Linked DNA regions of Pan troglodytes: region 2 is linked to region 1. The links are chromatin contacts, called in public Hi-C maps. All regions are on one chromosome and are shown on one strand. The core of a region is the stretch at or near the end of the contact, and the rest is flanking DNA. Distances in the headings are between cores, read along the strand shown. Region 1 overlaps LTBP1 (latent transforming growth factor beta binding protein 1). Region 2 overlaps LTBP1 (latent transforming growth factor beta binding protein 1).

Region 1 (4,614 bases), core at 1,154-3,653:
TAGTTGTATTGATGGCCAGTGTGTTAATACAGAGGGCTCTTACAACTGCTTCTGTACTCACCCCATGGTCCTGGATGCGTCAGAAAAAAGATGTATACGACCGGCTGAGTCAAACGGTATGTTTCCAGGAGATGCAAACCTGTGTCCAAATAACTATCATAAGATTTTCCTTTTAACTAAAATGTGAACTATTGGAAAATAGAAAAATGGATTCCTTGGGTATTTTGAAATAACTAAAATGAGATACTTACAGAAATAATAATAAGATGCATATCATCAGTATGTAGGAGATTTAATAGCCTGGACATACTCATTAAGTATGGACTATGGAGTGGCTGAGCAGATGGCAGGGTTGTTCCATGGCTTAGGGTTCATCATCCCTAACCTGCAGAGGCAGCTGAGGGAAATGTAATTCAGGGAAAGATAATTAGGTGCACTCAGCGGAGTGGAGGATGTGGATAAGGCTCAGCAGAACAGAGGGTGGAGTTCAACAGGGTGGTGGAGAGCCCTGAAGTCCACTGACAAACTCCTGTCCTCCCTGATGCTACTGATAATTGGCAAAAAGCCGCTGATAATTGGCATAATCTGTCATTCGCCTCAGGAGACTGCTTTGGATGAAGTCAATTGAAAGGTAGGAATTAAAGACTCTAGGATGAAGGGTCACTAGTCCAGGGCTTTGGCAGATTAAATGGATAAGAAGGCATGAATCCAATAGCTGTTACATGGAAAGAAATGGTAGGGTTTGACAGGAGTAAATGAAAAAGTGAAGATTAGGAGAGTGAGAAGCCTGATGGCTTATGAAGGACAAGCAAGATAGTGGGCATTTTATATAGAAGTAGGAAGCTATAGAGAACTATTGTGTCGGGACCGGATGGGCAGCTGGAATTTCAGCTGATGGAATGACACCCAGTTGGAGATGACAGAGAATTGATCCATTGAAAGACCAGACTGGATTCAGACTTTTACTTGGAAGTCACTCTTAGAAATAGAGATGGAAACTTTGAGACTTGCTGGCTTCCAACACAGTGTTTATAAATAGGAGTAACTGTGCGATTTTCATGGAACTATGTCTTCCCTTTCAGAACAAACAGAAGAAACTGATGTCTACCAAGATTTGTGCTGGGAACATCTGAGTGATGAGTACGTGTGTAGCCGGCCTCTTGTGGGCAAGCAGACAACGTACACTGAGTGCTGCTGTCTGTATGGAGAGGCCTGGGGCATGCAGTGTGCCCTCTGCCCCATGAAGGATTCAGGTGAGCCCATATCCAAAGGTTTCTGCAGGAGGCCTTTGGGGACAAGTTCATCTCACCTCCTTTGTAGCCTGACATTCTCTTCTGTATCTTTGCCTTCACTCCTGATATCTTACTTTCATCACGTGTGTGTGTGTGTGTGTGTGTGTGTGTGTGTGTGTGTGTGTAGGGCAGAATTGCATAAACATTTGGCTCCTGGTTTACCTCTACTCCCGACCCTGTCATTAATTTTTGAAACTCTCATTCCATTACCCCAATGAATGATAAATGACCCAAAAAAACATAACTTAGCAATCAGTGGCATAGGCTTAGAATTTATATTTCCTGGCAGTTCATTTTTTACTACAATTCTTCTCATTCCTAACAGTTTCTACTTAGACCAAAATGTGTATTAGAGACGGTAGAAAATCATTCTAGGTCAAAGTCCAAATTTTCATGTCAATCTCTGTATGTAGAGATATAAGAAACGAGTTAGAACAAAAAGGGAAAAGTACAGAAAGTAATCGAAGAAGTATTTCAACAAATCTCCTTTCCTTTCAAGTTCTAGATCTATCTGGGTTTAAACCTTTGGTCAAATGGAAAAGATGAGACAGGCTAAGCTCCCAGTTTCATCCCCTCTCCCAGTTTGGAGGAGGCCTGGAAGGTGCTGGCTTTGTGCTTCCTGGCTAGGCTGTTTGGTGACCGTTGAGTTGTGCACTGATTGCTAATTTCCCTTTTTTACCATCATAGCACCTTCTCATTAAAGGAAAGCACTCCAAAGTGTCCAGTATATCCTTTTGTAAAGTTGACTTGTTAAAGCTAGAAAGATCATGTGCAAGTAGAAAGCAAAGGAGTTTATTATGAATATATTCTCAGAATGGTCGAGAGGGGAAAAATTGCTTGAAAAGAGGAAATGCATTAATTTTTAGTTAATTCAATTAGAATATTTCTTTCAAGCTCTTTAGAAAATTAGCTTTGCAGCTTAGAAATAACTTAAAACCAATGTAGCATGAAAGAGAAAATAATTGGGAATTCCCGTAAGAAGAAAATGAATAGCCAAGGATAAAGAGCAAATACACAAAGCACTAGATGGCAATGATAGCAGCCCAGAATTGGAAAGAGGGCAGGTCTGGGGCCAGTTGGCACTGAGTCTGGAATCCAGCACTGCCATAGCAGCTGCATGACAAGGGGAAAATAACTTCACCCTGTACAGCTCATTTGTAAAACGGAGGCGTCTACATCTGTCCTGTTGGGTTGTTGCAAGGGCTGGGAGGATGTAGGTAGAGCAGGGGGTAATTACTAGCTTTACTGGTTGTTTCGGGCCCTGGAAGCAGATGCCACGGGGAGATAAAAGTGAAATCACTAAGTTAATGTGAGTTCAGTGAGGCTTTTGAGTCATTTTCTCACAATGCTACACTACCTCAAATCTTTTTTATTTATGCAGTGGTTTTATATTGTCTAATTTTTTCCCAAAAATCACATGTATTCCTCCTAAAGTATTAAAATAGTCAAAGAGGTTATATTCCCCTCCACCTACCCCATCACAGTTGAACTCTGCTTCTTAAAGATACTCACTTTTGACAGTTGGGTTTTTATCCTCCTAGCATTTTCCTGTATATTAATTATCATTATATATTTATATTAGTTATTGCTGTATATTAATATATTTATATCCAACAGAGTATTTATAACTGAAGTCTATATCATCAATCTAAGCTACACTTTGCTTGTTATTTTGCACTTCAGCATCCCTGAGATTGGGGTCATCTGATAATTATGACATATAACAATGTCCACAGGTTATTTTTCCCAATTTTTAACATCTATTATATCAAGATACATTTTACAATCTAGGATCTCTTAAAATAGATGAAAGTTAGAACTTAAAATTTTTTTATATTGATATATTTAGGGGTGCAAGTGTAGATTTCTTACCTGCAAGTATTCCATAGTGGTAAATAAAGTCTGCGTTTTTCGTGTACCCATAACAAGAATAGCGAACACTGTGCCCAACAGGTAATTTTTCAACCCTTACCCCACTTCCAGACTCCCACATTTTGGAGTCTCCAGTGTATATTACTCCATTCCATATGTCCATGTGTACCCATTGTTTAGCTACCATTTATAAGTGAGAACGTTCAGTATTTGACTTTCTGCTTCTGAGTAATTTCAATTAGGATAGTGACCTCCAGTTCCGCCCATGTTGCTGTAAAACACACGATTTTATTCTTGGTTACGGCTTAGTGGTATTACATGGATAAAGAAATTTTCTTACTGAGGCATTCCTACAGGTGCATATGTGGAGGTTCATTGCAGCATTGTTTATAAAAGGAAAATCAGGACTGGGGCAAGATGGGGCAGGGAAAGGTTAGGGGAGGAAGAAAAACAAGTGCCCAGCACAAGAGGTGTCTAAATAAATCATGTACATCTATAAAACAGATTCCATGCAGCTATTTTAAAATTACCATCTTTTGGCCTTGCCCAGTGGCTCATGTCTATAATCACAGCACTTTGGGAGGCCGAGGCGGGCGGATCATGAGGTCAGGAAAGATCAAGACCATACTGGCTAACACAGTGAAACCCTGTCTCTACTAAAAAATACAAAAAAATAGCCGGGCCTGGTGGCGCATGCCTGTAATCTCAGCTACTCAGGAGGCTGAGGCAGGAGAATAGCTTGAACCTGGGAGGTGGAGGTTGCAGTGAGCCGAGATCGCGCCACTGCACTCCAGCCTGGGCGACAGAGCGAGACTCTGTCTCAAAAAAAAAAAGAAGTTACATCATTTGAATTTAAATTAGTACAGCCTTTATGGAAAACAGTATGGAGATTTCTCAAAGAACTAAAAATAGAACTACCCTGCGATCCCACTAACTGCGTACCTACCCAAAGGGAATGTCTTTATCCATTCCTCCATTGGTGGATACTTAGGTTGATTCTATCTCTTTGCTATTGTGAGTAGTGCTACAGTAAACACACAAATGCAGATATCTTTTGGATATAATGAGTTCATTCCCTTTGGGTAGGTACCCATGAACAATGCTGCAATGAACCTCCATGTATGCATCTGCAGGAATGGCTTAGTAAGAAAATTTTGACAAATAAAAATACCAGGCTAAGTGTGTACATTTTAAATTTATGATATTATTCTGGCTGGCACCATGGCTTACGCCTGTAGTCCCAGCATGTTGGGAGGCTGAGGTGGGTGGATTGCCTGAGCTCAGGAGTTTGAGACCAGCCTGGGCAACATGGTGAAACCCCATCTCTACAAAACATACAAAAATTAGCCAAGCGTGGTGGTACACACCTGTAGTCCTAGCTACTTGGGAGGTTGAGGTGGGAGGATGGCTTCAGCCCGGGAGGCAGAGGTTGCAGTGGGCCAAGATCGCA
Region 2 (4,614 bases), core at 1,388-3,887, 330 kb before region 1:
TTTTATGCAAAAAATATTATTAGTACTCTGATTTTTTTTATGCTCAAACTTGGAAGAAACGTCTTAAATTGGATTGTAAAAAATCCCCCCTTGTCCATTAGGATAAGAATACAATCTGTTACTCATTGACTGGGTAATTTATTTCAGAATTCTTTGGTCTTCTGAGAGGCTTATTGACTTACACAGACATAAATCATAATATACTACTGAACCATCTATAACTTTCCAAGTTCTCTGTGCATTTTTAACTGGTTGCGTTATCTCTGGTTCACCATAGTGAAGATAGAATCTCAGTCCTCCTGGCCCCCAGAACACAGATTCTCAATAGTTGATTCATTCATTCCATCAGCAGATATTTACTGAGTGCCATCCACATACCAACTGCTGTTCTAGGTACTCCAATTGGAGGGATCAGGCTAATGTGTCTGCAAAATAGTGAATAACATAGCATAATACCTAATAAGCTGCTAAACTATGTGGTGCATAGTATAAATTCTAATGGTGAGTAAGGAAGGGGGAGATTGGCAGGGGCTGGAGGACTGGACTAAAGGAACATTGACCAGAGTTGGAAGGACTTGGAAAAGTGAAGGAGAGTCTGGCCTTTAAATAAATAACAGGTGGACGATAGGGTGGGAATGATTCTCCTGTTGGGGAATTGATCTCTTTGTGGGGATTGAAGAATAGCAGGAAATGAGATTGGGTGGGCAGGTCCAATTATGGAAAGCCTTGACAGTCAGACAGAGGAGCTCTGTGTGGGGCTCCGAGGAATATGAAGATGGCTCTGATAGTCACTGAAGAAGTGTCAGGCTCACCCTGGAAAGCCAGGTCAGGTGGGGTGCTAAGAGAGTGTGAGGGAAGGCCTGGGAGGCTGGCTGCTGGGCAGATGAGAGAGAGGGAGGCCTAGAGGAGCTGGCCCTATGGAGTGTCTGTCTTGCACAGGGACTTGAGAGGAGAGGGTTCTGATTCCCTTTAAAACAGGAAGGATTCAGACTGCCAGTCAAGAAAATAATTCCTTTGGATTCAGGTTAAGGAATTATGTGTAGTCTAATGTTGATCTCTCTCTCTACCTATGTTAAATGGAATGATATGTAATCTTATCCTCTTTAGGAACAGGAAAGTAGGGGATGTCGTTGAAGCCTTCCTGTTCCTTATTCCACTCTATCCCTAGACTTAAATTCATCAACCCATAATCAAAACCAGATTTGATTTCCCTCTGTGTTGATCAAACTAACACATCATGCTCTGTAGAATAATCAAGGTCTTTTTTCCTGTTTCAAATGTTCAAGAGTTTTCTACCTTTATCTTTGTTGGCTTTACAGCTTTGCCATAACTACTTTGTGTTATCTCTACCCCTATCGATACGAACTTCCGTGTATCTTTGTGTTTTTCCTGCTACACTAGGAGTGATCCACTCACCTATATTCCCCCTCCTTTAGGTGACAGAAGTCCTACATCTTGATTATCCTGTATTGGTGAACTGGAAAGGAACCTTGGGTAATCACACACAGATGTATAATAACCAACAGGTTGTTAGGCTCTAAATGTCTTCCTAGCTGGACTGCATTCTCATTAGTTATTATTTAAAATAATATAAGTAACAGTATGACACAAAAATTGCATATGTATTTGATACTATTAATAAATAAAGCAGTTTTTGTTTCAGACTTATATTCATTTAATTTAGCTATTAAGGTCTAAAGTTGCTAGGAAAGTTTTTGTGATTTGCTTTGTGAAGTAGTGTAGTAACATGCTGCTTGGTAAAAATAATAGTAATTGCCTTTCACAGAATCAGAAATGCTTTTCATACCTAGTGAGGAAAGGCTATGCTTCTTTTAAAAAGCTTACATATTCATATCAGCTTTATGTTCAGATTAATTTAGGATGTTCATAAAAAACAAGGATTTGATCAAGCTCAGCTTTATGTTCAAATAATTTAGGATGTTCATGAAAAACAAGGATTCGATCAAGCTCCATTAGGAAGTCTTTGACAAGAAACCAAAAGAAATGATTGGGACTTTCAATTTCACATGCATTTACTGAATATTTACTGTGTGCCAGGCAGTGTGCTAGCAGCCAAACTAAATATTCTTTAGTTTCAATGAATAATTGATAACTGGAATGTTTCTTCCATCATTTCTAGTATAAGTGGGTTTTTTTTCATTTTTAGTAGAGAGCTATATTTTTATAGGACAAAACATGTAATACTGTCCCCTCTGTTGATATTAAGTCAAATATTTTATCTGTTCAGTCAAAGCCCAGTTCTGGTGTTAATGGGCCTGGATTAAATTAATTAAAGGATTAACTTACTGTATCATTACCTGTGTGCACCAGGCACCCTTCTGAATTGCAGACAGAATGTAGGAAGATCTAACTAAACTTTAACCTTACAAGTACAAACCACTTCTAGGTGTTCTCAGGTGTGAACAATCAGATGCAAGCAGGAAAGAGATCAGAAACACTGACAATAATAGTGCATGAAATAATAGCTCCTATAGAGTTTTAGAAGAAAGGGTTGAGCTGACTATGGTGGGGAAAAAAGGGACTTTTTTTTTTTTTAAATGTGTGTGATGTTCTACAGAAACAGCAATCTGAAAGCTAACTGGCTACAGCTGGATGGACTTTCTTTTGTATGGAGACGCTGCCTCTAGTGTTTAGGAAAAAATGCACACTAGAAAATAGTGCAACATTATGGTGCCATCTGTCTTGAAAATGAATTATTTTTTATTGTCTGCTTTATAGTAGTTCCCAGACAACGAAAAAACTTCAACTAGCTTTGGTGCTATTTTGCATATGGACAGTTTCAGCAGGCAGAAGCCTTTAAAGTTGTATTTCAAAGGGCCTCAGGAGTTATCGATGTGATGTGATGAGACTGTTTGCCATAAGCCTCTCAAGACGCCACGGCCCTAACCCCCTCCCCGGCTCCCTGGGGGACAGGAGAGCAGATGGAGTCGTGTTTGCACCATTCACCGTCCTAATTGGGTTTGTGACTGGCTGTTAGGGCATCTTTCTCTCAGATGGCATTTTCTTCTTTAATTCAAAGTTTCACTTTCTCCTTAGCAGCGTTCTGGATTGTTTTTGAGGGAATGATGGTGTGTATACGCAAATCTACAGAGTTAGAAGAAAGAGACGAGACTTGAAGGATTGTTGTTCTAAAAAAAAAAAGGCTAAAATGCATTTATTTCTCAGACTTCTTTAGAATAAGTTCAAATGAAAAAGGAATACTGAAAACATTTTCAGAACCCATGAAAACACTTGTCGGTATTAATATAATTAAGGTATTTAAGTTTAAATGTTTAAAGCTGATCTTTGAGGTGTTTTAGCTGGGCTTCTACTTAAAATTTTGTAGTGTGAATGTATATCAACTATTTATAAACTAGCTGAAGGCAGTTAAGCTATTAATGTTTGGATTTTAAAATCTATAAGGATCAGAAAATGGGTTTTGTATTCCATATCATCTAGAATGATGACAGGCCTGGAAGCATAGGACAGAGCTGGCACATTTTCAAAGGAATTCTTCCCTGGTCTGGATACTATAATGAACACAACTGCATTTTGGTGGATTTATTATATACAGTACACAACATATATAACCATTTGGAAGTTGGGTTTGCTTTCTGGTTAGAGGTGCACTGGCTATAGCTGATTATGTATAGGGTTTGAAATAGCATCTGGTTAAAAATTTGAGGGGCTGACATTTCCTCTCAGAGACTGGTGAAAATGAATAAATACGCAATATGGAAATATCCATGCCAATCAATTAGTAAAAGGGTTTAAATAAAAAAAAAAGGATGCAATTTGAACATTTACGATTATGCCAGTGGGCAGTAGGTGGCAAGCTTTGCTTTTCAATGTTCTTTGGTTTTATTTTTATGCCGCAGAATGCCAAAATTTGAAGAGGGGGGTTTGACTCCACTGGAATATGTCATTTCTTGGCAGTGCAACCTCGAACCACCTTCTTTGCTCATTGTGCATAATTGCCTTTCTTTGGATGCTGTAGCCGACCCTTGGTTCCCCTTGTTGCCGATGGATAGGAATTAATTCATATGAGCAATGCTCTATTCTCTTGTGATTTTAGCAACACGTTGCTAACGGAGAAAATAAATTAGAAACAAATGAGTTTCTTAAAGCAGTCCTTGTATGATTTATAAGAGATTTTCTTGTGTAGTTTTACTTAGTTCTAAATGACACATAAATTGCTTTTAATTTAAAAAATTCTAACTGGCTACATACCTTGATATGGAGATGAGAAGTAAGCAAAACTGCGTAGAGTTCCATGAAAGTGTTTTGAAAAATTAGAGAGGAAAAACACATTTTGAGACCAGAATGGAAGACCATTATCTTTTCATAGGCTAAACTGTGTAGTCAGGATTTGAATTTTAAATCCGGAAAAGAGACCAAGCCTGAAATGGGAGTGATGGTGAGGTGGACACCAAATTATTTTATAGTCTACGGTATTTGTTCATACTTTCTAGATAAAAAAATCTTTTTGGGTTGTTTTATGCATTGTGAGAAATTCGGAAGAATGGAGAAGAATGCAAAAGCATATCAAATCACTGTAAACATTTTATAGTCTACAAATATTTAACACTTGCTGTGTACTCAATTTTTTGTAGG

Evidence for each region. A called contact is a pair of places that touch in the nucleus more often than the background predicts.
Region 2: a contact with region 1 is called in a Hi-C map of stem cell-derived neural progenitor cells, with 3 times the contacts expected there. The contact joins two enhancer-like sites. A contact is called at or near these places in 2 of 7 Hi-C or Micro-C datasets (induced pluripotent stem cells and stem cell-derived neural progenitor cells).

What each region holds. Positions count from the first base shown.
Region 1 is chr12:89,466,395-89,471,008 of NHGRI_mPanTro3-v2.0_pri, reverse strand. It overlaps LTBP1 (latent transforming growth factor beta binding protein 1), which reads left to right. Exons shown (of 34, transcript XM_515398.8): 30 at 1-116; 31 at 1,083-1,253. Among named protein-coding and RNA genes, the nearest start is that of RASGRP3, 37 kb to the right of the region's middle. Within about 2 kb of position 2,403, at least 5 of the 24 cell types and tissues checked have an H3K27ac peak or open chromatin away from gene starts, as enhancers often do. A contact at or near this core is called in stem cell-derived neural progenitor cells, where this site is marked.
Region 2 is chr12:89,797,769-89,802,382 of NHGRI_mPanTro3-v2.0_pri, reverse strand. The region is part of intron 3 of LTBP1 (latent transforming growth factor beta binding protein 1); the gene reads left to right. Among named protein-coding and RNA genes, the nearest start is that of LTBP1, 86 kb to the left of the region's middle. Within about 2 kb of position 2,637, at least 8 of the 24 cell types and tissues checked have an H3K27ac peak or open chromatin away from gene starts, as enhancers often do. A contact at or near this core is called in stem cell-derived neural progenitor cells, where this site is marked.